Regions from separate parts of the Sus scrofa genome. Here region 2 is linked to region 1. The links are chromatin contacts, called in public targeted proximity ligation maps. All regions are on one chromosome and are shown on one strand. The core of a region is the stretch at or near the end of the contact, and the rest is flanking DNA. Distances in the headings are between cores, read along the strand shown.

What was found.
Region 2: a contact with region 1 is called in a targeted proximity ligation map of alveolar macrophages. A contact is called at or near these places in 3 of 47 Hi-C or Micro-C datasets (embryonic fibroblasts, epiblast stem cells and omental adipose tissue) and 1 of 2 datasets of targeted methods (alveolar macrophages).

Annotation. Positions count from the first base shown.
Region 1 is chr5:62,911,622-62,917,338 of Sscrofa11.1, forward strand. No RefSeq gene overlaps it. Among named protein-coding and RNA genes, the nearest start is that of NANOGNB, 14 kb to the left of the region's middle.
Region 2 is chr5:63,029,657-63,035,373 of Sscrofa11.1, forward strand. The region is part of intron 2 of SLC2A3 (solute carrier family 2, facilitated glucose transporter member 3); the gene reads right to left. Among named protein-coding and RNA genes, the nearest start is that of SLC2A3, 9.4 kb to the right of the region's middle.

The DNA.
Region 1 (5,717 bases), core at 1,275-3,774:
ACTGAGCAATTTCTATACGCCTGGCATTCTGCTACCATCTTGAATGCTTTGTCTCTTATTATTCTTACAAGAACCATATGAGGTAGATATTATAGCTATTTACATTCTACTGATAAACTGAGAAGAAGTTTCCTGGTGAAATTTCCTATGCAAAGTTGCAGCCAAAAAAAAAAAAAAAAAAAAGAACAGAAAAAGAAAGAAAAGAAGAGACAGGCCATGGGAGTTCTCATTGCGGCGCAGCGGAAATGAATCCAACTAGTATCCATGAGGATGCAGGTTTGATCCCTGGCTTTGCTCAGTGGGTTAAGGATCAGGCGTTGCCATGAGCTATGGTGTAGGTTGCAGATGTGGCTCAGATCCCACATTTCAGGGGCTGTGGTGTAATGCCTCAAGTACCATATTTTTTGAGAAAAATTATCATAACCACTATGTTCTCTGCCTCATATAAAGTCCATGCCCAGCACAGTACCTACCTAGTAAAATTTAGACACTCAGTACATACTAAATATGAATGTGCAGCCTGCAAACAACCATAAAAAAGAATGCTGGAGTGGAGTTCCCATTGTGGCTCAGTGGTTAACGAATCCGACTAGGAACCATGAGGCTGCGGGTTCAATTCCAGACCTTGTTCAGTGGGTTGAGGATCTGGCATTGCTGTGAGCTGTGGTGCACGTTGCAGACAAGGCTTGGATCCTGCATTGCTGTGGCTCTGGTGTAGGTTGGCGGCTACAGCTCCAATTAGACCCCTAGCCTGGGAACCTCCATATGCTGTGGGAGCAGCCCTAGAAAAGGCAAAAGGACAAAAAAAAAAAAAAAAGAATGCTAACACTGAACCTCTACCTTCTGTAAGATATGGTTACAGCTTAAATTTTGATATTCAATGGAATCTAATATTCAGTTTCTTCAGATGACAAGCTGACAGCATTTCACAGCAGAAATATTTTCTGCATAGAATGCTTTTATGTAGTGTAGTAAAAAATTATTTAAACTTGTAAATGTAGTTCATTGCCCCCTCTCCATCAAACTCTGCATTAAAAATATTTTTATTCACTTAGCATTAATTAAAATATTTACTAAGCATCTTCCTCACGTAACTGGCATGATTCTAGGTGCCAGATGAGCAGAGTAGAAAAAATCTTCCTATCCTGGCTTGTTCATGATTGAAGAGTCTATGGGAAGTACTTCATGTCAAACATTTGTTTATTAATTTTCAGTTATCCTAGGCAATTTTTATTTACCCCTACACAATATTGTAATCAGATGCCATAATTATATTAGCAATAACAATAGGCATATTAATAAATAATAACAAATAATTACAACAATTAATAATAATCCTAGCCAATAGTGATGATAATAATAATAATCCTAGACAATTATTATTTACCCCACTTAATATTGTAATCAGATGCCATAATTACATTAGCAACCTATGTTAGAAGATAAGATCATCACAGATAATTAAGCAGTAAAAATGATGCGTAACTGCTTTTTGAGTCATTTTCCTGTAAATAACGCCATATGAAAAATATTAACTAAAGTTAAATGCTTTTCTCTTGTTAATCTGTTTATGTAAATATAAATCTTAGGTAAAGTTCTGCCTTCTCTCCAGCTATTTTACAGATAATTAGAAAATCAGGTTAAATGAAATTGCCCAAGATCCAAATAGCTGGAATAATGGTAGCTCTGGAATTCAAACCCTGGTCTGACTAACCTCAAAGCTAACACTTCCCTTTCCGGGTTCCCCCAGACCATACCACACTGTCTATAATTTGTAGAAGTGAGGGTGGAAGAATGTGATTAACCTGAGGGAAATTTGCAAGAGGAAAACAGAATTCTAAAAATGTGGGAGTTCCTATTATGGCTCAGCGGGTTAAGAACCCAACTAGTATCCATGACAATTCAGGTTCCCTGGCCTCCCTCAGTGGGTTAAGGATCCAGTGTTGCTGCAAGCTGCAACAAGACTCAGATGCCCTATTGCTGTGGCTGTGGTGTAAGCCGACAGCTCAACTCCGAACGGACCCCTAGCATGGGACCTTCCATATGCTGCAGGAGCGGCCCTAAAAATAATTAAAGAAAAGAAAAATTATAAGAAATAAAAATAAAAAACTAGATGCCTACTGATCATAGAATCTTCATCTTTTTTAGAAGATATCTTTGACATTTTTGAGAACACCTGCCAACCAAATGGGGACAAATATCTTAAGGAAAAATAATAATACCTTTAAAAGCAGTATTTAACAAATTATGTATTCAGGGAGTTGGCAATAAATACAAGCAGAGAAAAATGTGGGGAAATGGGCAACAGAGTCAAGAATAGATGAGGGCACGGTGAAATGGGAGTCCTTAAAATTAAAAAGACCAACTGTCACAGCCAAAAGGAGCCTTAAGAGGCATGATGACTGAATGTAATGTAACCTGGATAGGTTTCTGAAACAGAAAAGGAAAATAAGGATATGAGCCCTCCAGCCCTGAAGCAGCCGGCGGCAGCAAAGCGGAACTTAGGCGGGCGAGCCCCTGCTTCCGGCCGGCGCCGGCGGGTGCAGCTCCAGCGGCGCACCGCCCTGCAGGGCTCGGGAAACCCGCGACTCTGAGCCCACCTGGCTGCCACGGTCGGCAGGCCGTGTTTTCGCCTCGCTGGCGCCCATTAGTTGCCCCCCGCCCCCGTCCGTCCCGGTCGCCTGGATGGGCATCCACCCACATTACTTAGAAATGAGGGAATTTGATATAGGAGACGCCGCCCAAGTCTCTATGGCATTCTTAGTTTACCAGGCCCTCGTGGAGGGTAAACTCTGGCATAAAGTAAAGGGTGTGGAGTTGCTGGACCGCCAGCTCACTTGCTTTGTCGATGCTGAGATAGGAGATGGTCACAGATTGCGGGGCCTCACCATCAGGACTTCCTTCCACCATAACAGATTATTTCTCTTAGAAGATAGACCTGTACTTAATGATGCTTATTCATACCAGATTGGATTTGAAATCCATCAGACTGCCTCATCTTTTACCTTAAAGATAGCCTTAGCTGGTCCCGTTCCACAAGTTTTCTTTCTGAAGAATAAAACCTTTCCAGATAGAGGATTTGGGGGTGTGTGTGGGGTTTTTTTTCCCTTTTCTGTCTTTTGTCTTTAGGGCCGTACCAGCAGCATATGGAGGTTCCTGGGCTAGGGGTCTAATCCAAACTACAGCTGCCAGCCTCCACCCAGCCACAGCAACACCAGATCTGAACCATGTCTGTGACCTACACCAGAGCTCATGGCAAAGCCGGATCCTTAACCCATTGATCGAGGCCTGGGATCGAACCTGCAACCTCATGGTTCCTAGTAGGATTCGTTAACCACTGAGCCATGATAGGAACGCCAAAGTTAATTATGACCAATACATTTTATGTCAGATGATACAGCCATCAGAAAAGGATGCAAACAGGAATATTTGCTACACACACACAGACACACACACAGACACACACACAGACACACACACACACACACACATTATTTGTAACTGTTATGGAATGAATTATGTTCTCAAATCCATATGTTGTAACCCTAACTCCCAATGTGACTATATATTTGCAGATAGGACCCTTAAGGAAGTAATTAAGGTTAAATGAGGTCATAAAGTGGAGGCACTAATCTACTAGGATGAATGTCCCTATAAAAAGAGGAAGAGACACCATAGGGCACACACACAGAAGAAAGGCCGTGTGAGGACACACCAAGAAGGCAGCTGTCTGAAAGCCTGGAAGAGACTTCTCATCAGAAACCAACCCCATCAGTGTCTTGATCTTGGACTTCCAGCCTCCAGAACTGTGAGAAAATGAAATTTCTGTTGTTTAAGTGAGTACATCTGTGGTTTTCTGTTAGGACAGCCTGAGCAGATTAATACAGTAACAAAAAAAGGGAAGAAATAGTCATGACAATTACAGTCTATTTCTTCAACTGGTCACACGGTCATAAGTGGTATTTAGTCCTCACCATCTTCCACTACTCTTTCCATATTCCCTTTGCATGAAATGAGTGGTATAGAGAGATCTAATGCACACTATAGTGAGTATAGAGAACAATATTGTATTACGATCATCAAACTTGCTAAGAGATGAGAACATATTCTCTTTGCCCTCAGCAAGCACTTCAGCTGTAGTGATTCTTTGCCTCATGGGGTGACCCAAACCTTCATTCCTCCTAGATTGGGTTGTTGTAGTTTTCTGTTGACTTTAATCGCAGGGCATGACTTCTAGACCAACAGAGCATAACGTCATGGAGACTGAAAGCAAAAATTTTGCTAATATATGACTAAGGTAAAAAGGAGGTGATGCCATTCCCATGTCTAACCCCTGGATTCCTGGACTTGTCAATCCCGGCTATGAAAAAAAAACACTACTGTGTATCGGATGCTGATTTAGACCATATAGAGCCTCTTGGAGGATGCTGCCCCAGGCCAGTAAGGTACTGCCACCTAGCTGGCACTGTAACTGAGTCTTCTACAGGCTGTTCCCCCTTTAGTAGTAGTATCAAGCCAGCCTCTGTATTTATTTATTTATTTAATTTATTGGCTGCAACCTGCAGAAGTTCCTGGGCAAGGGATCAGAGACGAGTCACAGCAGTGACAATCCTAGATCCTTAACCCACTGAGCCACCAGATCCTTAAAGCCAGCTACTTTAGAATGATGGTAAACATTGTAAGACCATGCAGTTCCATAAGCATGGGCTCATTGCAGTACTTCATTTGCAATAAAGCGAGCTCCTTGATCAGAGGCAATGCTATGTGGATACCGTGATGTTGGATAAGGCATTCTCTGAGTCTGCAGATGGTAGTTTTGGCAGAATCATTGCATACAGGGAAGCTAGATCCATATCCAGAGTGTCTATTCCAACAAGAACTCCCAAGGTGGAACAGGCCCTGTGGGTAGACAATGGATCACCCACTCTGGGGAATGGCACCATACTGGGGACACAGTATTGGTCTTTGCTGCTGGCAGATGGGGCACTCAGCACTGGCTATAGCCAAGTCAGTCTTGGTGAGTGGAAGTTGGTATTGCTGAGCCATAACCTCCATCCCTGACACCATCGTATTCCCCACTATACCCTATGGTCTCCTGAACTCCTTACCTCCCCTCCAATCTGAGTGAAACTGGCCAAATATCTTTGTTATTGAAATGTTTATTTTGCCCTTCTATGAAAATGAAGGGGAAAATGAGTTATTTTTTAGTACTCAAATCTCTATCAACTTTTCTTTCTTTTTTTTTTTTGTCTTTTTGCCATTTCTTGGGCCGCTCCCATGGCATATGGAGGTTCCCAGGCTAGGGGTCCAATTGGAGCTGTAGCCACCGGCCTATGCCAGAGCCACAGCAACGCAGGATCCGAGCCGCGTCTGCAACCTACACCACAGCTCACGGCAACGCCGGATCGTTAACCCACTGAGCAAGGCCAGGGACTGAACCCGCAACCTCATGGTTCCTAGTCGGATTCGCTAACCACTGCGCCACGACGGGAACTCCAACTTTTCTATCAAATTTTTGCTTACACCTTGTCTTCCTGGTCCCTAAGATGACTGAGTTTGCAACCCTGTTCTACCCATTGACTCTGGTTGATCTCCCAGCTTCAACTACCAGTGATACGCTATGAACACATGAATCTCTGTAAGATGAGACCTCCCTTCAGAGTTTCATCCCTTATCCCAATAACATCTGGATGTACTTCAGGTATATCAATCTAAAA
Region 2 (5,717 bases), core at 1,050-3,549, 120 kb after region 1:
ACGCCAGATCCTGAACCCACTGAGAGAGGCAAGGGATCGAACCTGAAACCTCATGGCTCCTAGTCGGATTCGTTTCTGCTGTGCCATGACGGGAGCTCCCACAAACGCTTCTTAAGGCACCAGCCTGATAACATGAAGTAGACTTTTAAAAAAGTTATAATTAATTAGCCACATCATTTTGTACATACTTGTACATTTTTTTTTTCTTTTTATAGCCACACCTGCAGCATACAGAAGTTCCCAGCCTAGGGGTCAAATCAGAGCTGCAGCTGCAGGCCTATGCCACAGCCACAGCAACACCAACACCAAATTTGAGCCAAGTCTAAAACCTATGCCACAGCTTGCAACAGCTCCGGATCCTTAACCCACTTAGCGATGCTAGGGATCAAACCCACATCCTAATGGATACTAGTTGGGTTCATTTCTGCTGAACCATGATTGGAATTCCCACTTTTACATTTTTTAGTGTAAAATCTGACATGTAAAATCATCTGATTACCATAGTCACATGATTTTTAATCTAGTAGCCTTCAAACTGGGCTAATTTTTTTCTTTTCTCTTTTTTGGCCATGCTCGTGGCACGTGAAATTTCCCAGGCCAGAGATTACACCTGTGCCACAGCAGGGACCAGAACCATAGGAATGACAATGCCAGATCCTTAATCACTAGGCCACCAGGAAACTCCCAGGTTTGCTCTTTTTTCTTTCCCATCTTTTTTTTCTTTTTTCTTTTTAGGGCAGAAAGTGCAGCATATAGATGTTCCCAGGCTAGGGATTGAATCAGAGCTGCAGCTGCTGGCCTACACCACAGTCACAGCAAGGCAGGATCTGAGCCACGTCTGTGACCTACATCAGAGCTCACAGCAACACCAGCTCCTTAACCCACTGAACGAAGCCAGGCATCCAAACTGCATCCTCATGGATATTAGTCGGGTTTGTTACCACTGAGCCACAACAGGAACTCCTCTACTCCTCTTTCCCATCTTTCTTCCCACAGCTTTCTCCTACTCCGTAAAATAAAACCTTAGCTCTAACCCATCTTAAATTTTTACCGTGGTGCACCGGCACAATTTGAGAGTGCACAGTTCCCGAGGAGGAGCCTTGTGACAGTCCATAGGGCCTTGGGGGCAGCGCTTTGAGTGCTACTCAGAGTGTGATCATCATAGATGATCCCTATCAGCATCTCCTGGGAGCTTGTCAGATATGAAAATGTATAGCTCCACCCCAGACCTTCCAGGTCAGCCTCTCTAAAGGGTAGAACCAACAAATCTGTATTAATAACAAGCCTTCCACGTGACTCCTAAATGTGCTAGTTTTAGAAGCATCAACTGGTAAAGAGACACTAAGCAAATTTCCATAGAATCGATTTGTCTTAAGAATTGAGAAGTAAGCTCGTTGGTGCGGGGATAGAAGTTAATTTTATTTGAAATAAGCCCAAGTCTGATTTGGCTTCATCATTTAGTTTACAGTTCCACTGAATGAGCTCTGTCTAAATTCAAAGGCTTTCACCAAATAAATAAATAAAGTCTACAAGGCCTGTGGGTAAAGTTGTGGTTTCCAGGCAAGGGAAGCCTAAACTGAAGCCCACAATCCACTGGCCAGCCCTGCGCCTCAGCCAGAGAAGGGGTACCTTTTCTTTGCCCAGGGGGACTGTCCTTAGCAAACCTGTCCATTCTGCTTCTTCCCAGAGGGACACCCTTTCCTAATTTGTACAAAAGCACCAGAGAGCTAACAATTGCCCTGAAAACATGTATGGGATATTTGAGATAGCAGAAATTAATCCCTGAAAGTTATTTACACATTAAAAAAAATCGTGGATGTCAGTTTAAAAACGTGTGTGTGAGGTGGGGAGGGGAACATAGTTTTTCAAAATTATTTTGTGAGTGAACAAGCCGAAAAGGTGATCCCTGCTTCGGTCTGTCTTTCCTTGCTGCTCTGGTGCCCACTACCCACCCTACTGGCAGGTCTGCAAGTCTTCCTTTCTCCGTGGTTCCATCTTTCAGCCTCTACTTCTTACCCCTCATCATACCCCATCGTACTGCAGCTTCCTTTCCTTTTACCTGTTTCCTGATCTTTTGCCAAATGTTCTCAGGTTTATTCTCTTCTCTTGAGGGCTTTGCCGACTCACTGCTAGGACAACACTTTCAGGCCTAACGAAGACCACAAACCAACGCTTGGCCTCACACTCAGTTGGATTTTCATTTCCATCCCTGTAAACCCACAGGACTAGCAAGGGTGCCCCAAAGGCACATACTGCCACCTGGTGGCCCATGGCTAAGGAGAGCTGGCGACACCAGGGCGCTCTCAGCCACAGGGCAGACAGGCCTGAAGGCGGATTGGCAAGAGCACCAGTCTTCTGTGGAACCCCAGTGGTAGCTCCTTCTGCTTTGGAAATAGCATTTTCTCAGGCTGGAATTATCTTTTTCTCAAAATTAAGTCCGGTGTAAATGCCACGATCCTTTTTTTCCTCACTCCTCTAAAAGTCCCAGAGTGGGTTCAACATTTCATTTTAACTCAGCTCCACTCTGCCTATTCTTATTCCAAACTATTTCTCCTCCTCTAGTCCCTCAGACACAGATCCTTTGAAGTACATGCCATCGGGATATTGCAATAATCTGCTGATCCCCTGGCTCACTTCCCTTCTCATTCCTTGGAAATTTAAAAACCTGATTCATTCTCTTGATTACACAACCTGTGCTGTCATCCATGGAAACGCTCCATCCCATTTGCTGGCCCTCAGTTCTTTCTTTTCTTTTTCTTTTTTTTTTGTATTTTCTAGGGCCGCACTGCGGCATATGGAGGTTCCCAGGCTAGGGGTCTAATTGGAGCTGTAGCCGCTGACCTTCTCCAGAGCCACAGCAACGCCAGATCCGAGCCGTGTCTTGGACTTACACCACAACTCACAGCAACGCCGGATCCTTAATCCATGGAGCGAGGCCAGGGATCGAATCCGCAACCTCATGGTTCCTAGTCGGATTCATTAACCACTGAGCCACGATGGGAACTCCATTTTTTTTTTTTATTACTCGATGAATTTATTACATTTATAGTTGTACAATGATCATCATAACCCAATTTTATAGGATTTCCATCCCACAACCCCAGCACATCCTCTCCCCCTCCAAACTGTCTCCTTGGGAGACCATAAGTTTTTCAAAGTCTGTGAGTCAGTATCTGTTCTGCAAAGTTCATTCTGTCCTTTCTTCAGATTCCACATGTCAGTGAAAGCCTTTGATGTTGGTGTCTCATTGTATGGCTGACTTCACTTAGCATGATAATTTCTAGGTCCATCCATGTTGCTAAAAATGTGTCTGGCCAATTCTAAATAAACATTTTTTTCACCATAAAATATTCTTGTAATATATATATTCCTTCATAGTAATGAAAGATGTAATTCTTCCCTTGACCTTAAGTCCCTCTCAGGATAAGCACTTCACATCTGTGCTAGCTTTATTTTTTTTTATTTTTATTTTTTTTTTGGTCTTTTTGTCTTTGTTGTTGTTGTCGCTATTTCTTGGGCCGCTCCCGTGGCATATGGAGGTTCCCAGGCTAGGGGTCGAATCGGAGCTCTAGCCACCGGCCTATGCCAGAGCCACAGCAACTCGGGATCCGAGCCGCCTCTGCAACCTACACCACAGTTCACGGCAATGCCGGATCGTTAACCCACTGAGCAAGGGCAGGGACCGAACCCGCAACCTCATGGTTCCTAGTCGGATTCGTTAACCACTGCGCCACAACAGGAACTCCCATCTGTGCTAGCTTTAAAGGAAAATGTCTCAAACTCCTCAAACCATTCTCTGCTAAACCTACTCCAGGAGTTCCCCAGTGGCTCAATGGATTAAAGATCTGGTGTTTCGACCACCATGGCCGGTTCCATCCCTGGCCCCGGAACTTCCACATGCCGAAGTCCTGACTGAAAAACAAACAAACAAACCTACTCCAACTAGGCTTTTGTCCCTTCTGTTTTGTTTAAACTACTCCTGTCAAGGTCATCAACAAACTCCATTGCACTAAAACCAGTGGTCAAATCTCTGTCCTTCTTACATGACCACTAAAAACAGGTGACAACACCTAACACTCTCTCCTTGTGCGAATAAATTTCTTCCCTTGGCTTCTGATACACCAACCTGTCCTGGTTTCCTATTTATCTTACTGTCTTTTCTCAGCATTTCGACACATTGGAATGTCCCCAAGGTTCAATCCTTAAAACTCTTTTCTATACACAGTCACTCCATGGCTTGTGTCCTCCAGGCACATGGCTTTAAACACTATTTATATCAAATATCAGTCTCCAACTTGGACTGGGTCTTTAGGCTGCAGACTTGGACATCTCCACAGGTAGGGCTAAAGAGAATCTTAAACCCAGGAGTGCTCCAGGGTCCCGATCCACTCCCTCCTAACTTGTTCTTCTTCCAATTTCCTACCTCAATTGCTTAAGCTAAAAATAGAGGACCTGACACATGCACCCATATGTTCATTGCAGCACTATTCACAATAGCCAAGACATGGAAACAACCTAAATGTCCATCCACAGATAGATGGACTAAGAAGACGAGGTATATATATACACACAATGAAATACTATTCAGCCATAAAAAAGAACAAAATAATGCCATTTGCAGCAACATGGATGGAACTAGAGACTCACATGCCAAGTGAAGTATGTCAGAAAGAGAAAGGCAAATACCACATGATATCACTCATATCTGGAATCTAATATATGACACAAATGAACCTTTCCACAGAAAAGAAAATCATGGACATGGAGAACAGACTTGTGGTTGCCAAGGGGGAGGGGGAGGGAGGAGGAATTGAGGGTTAATAGATGCAAACTATTGCCTTTGGATTGGGTTAGCAATGAGAGCCTGCTGTATAGCCCTAGGAACTATATCTAGTCACTTATGATGGAGCATGATAATGTGAGAAAAAAGAATGTATATATGTATGTGTGACTGGGTCCCCTTGGTGTACAGTAGAAAATTGACATAACACTGTAAATCTGCTATAATGGAAAAAAATAAAAATAAAAATAGAGGACCTAGTATCGATTTCTGAATTACCTTCGCACTCCATGCCCAATGCATTAGCAAGTCCTGCCTACTGAATCTGACTATTTTCCCTACCAGTTACTACCACTGCTGCCCAAGTCACCTTTATCTCTACCAATTCAACAGCCAATAACTGATCTCTGTTTCTACGTTTGCCCCCATACAGTCCATTCTCCCACTAACAGGAACAGTGACCTCCTAAAAACAAATCTGCTCTTATTTCTCCCCTGGTCAAAACCCTTCCAGTGGCCTTCCATTATATTTAGAAAAAAAACTTAAACATCTCATCTTGGGCTACCGGGAACTCTGTGACCTGGTCTGGGCTGCCTCCCCAATCTCATTTCCTGCCCCTCTTCTCCCTGATGCACCACATGCTTCCCTGCTGTTTTTTGAACACCAGGGCCAAATGCAGCCTGCCCCCTGTTTCTGTTGTTAGCTGTTTTGTTTTCATAACTTTTTTTTTTGTCCTTTCAGGGCCACACCCGTGGCATATGGAGGTTCCCAGGCTAAGGGTACAGTCGGAGCTGTAGCTGCCTGCCTACGCCAGAGCCACAGCAACACAGGATGCAAGCCACCTCTGAGACCCACACCACAGCTCACAGCAAAGCTGGATCCTTAGCCCACTGAGTGAGGCCAGGGATCGAACCTACATCCTCATGGATCCTAGTCA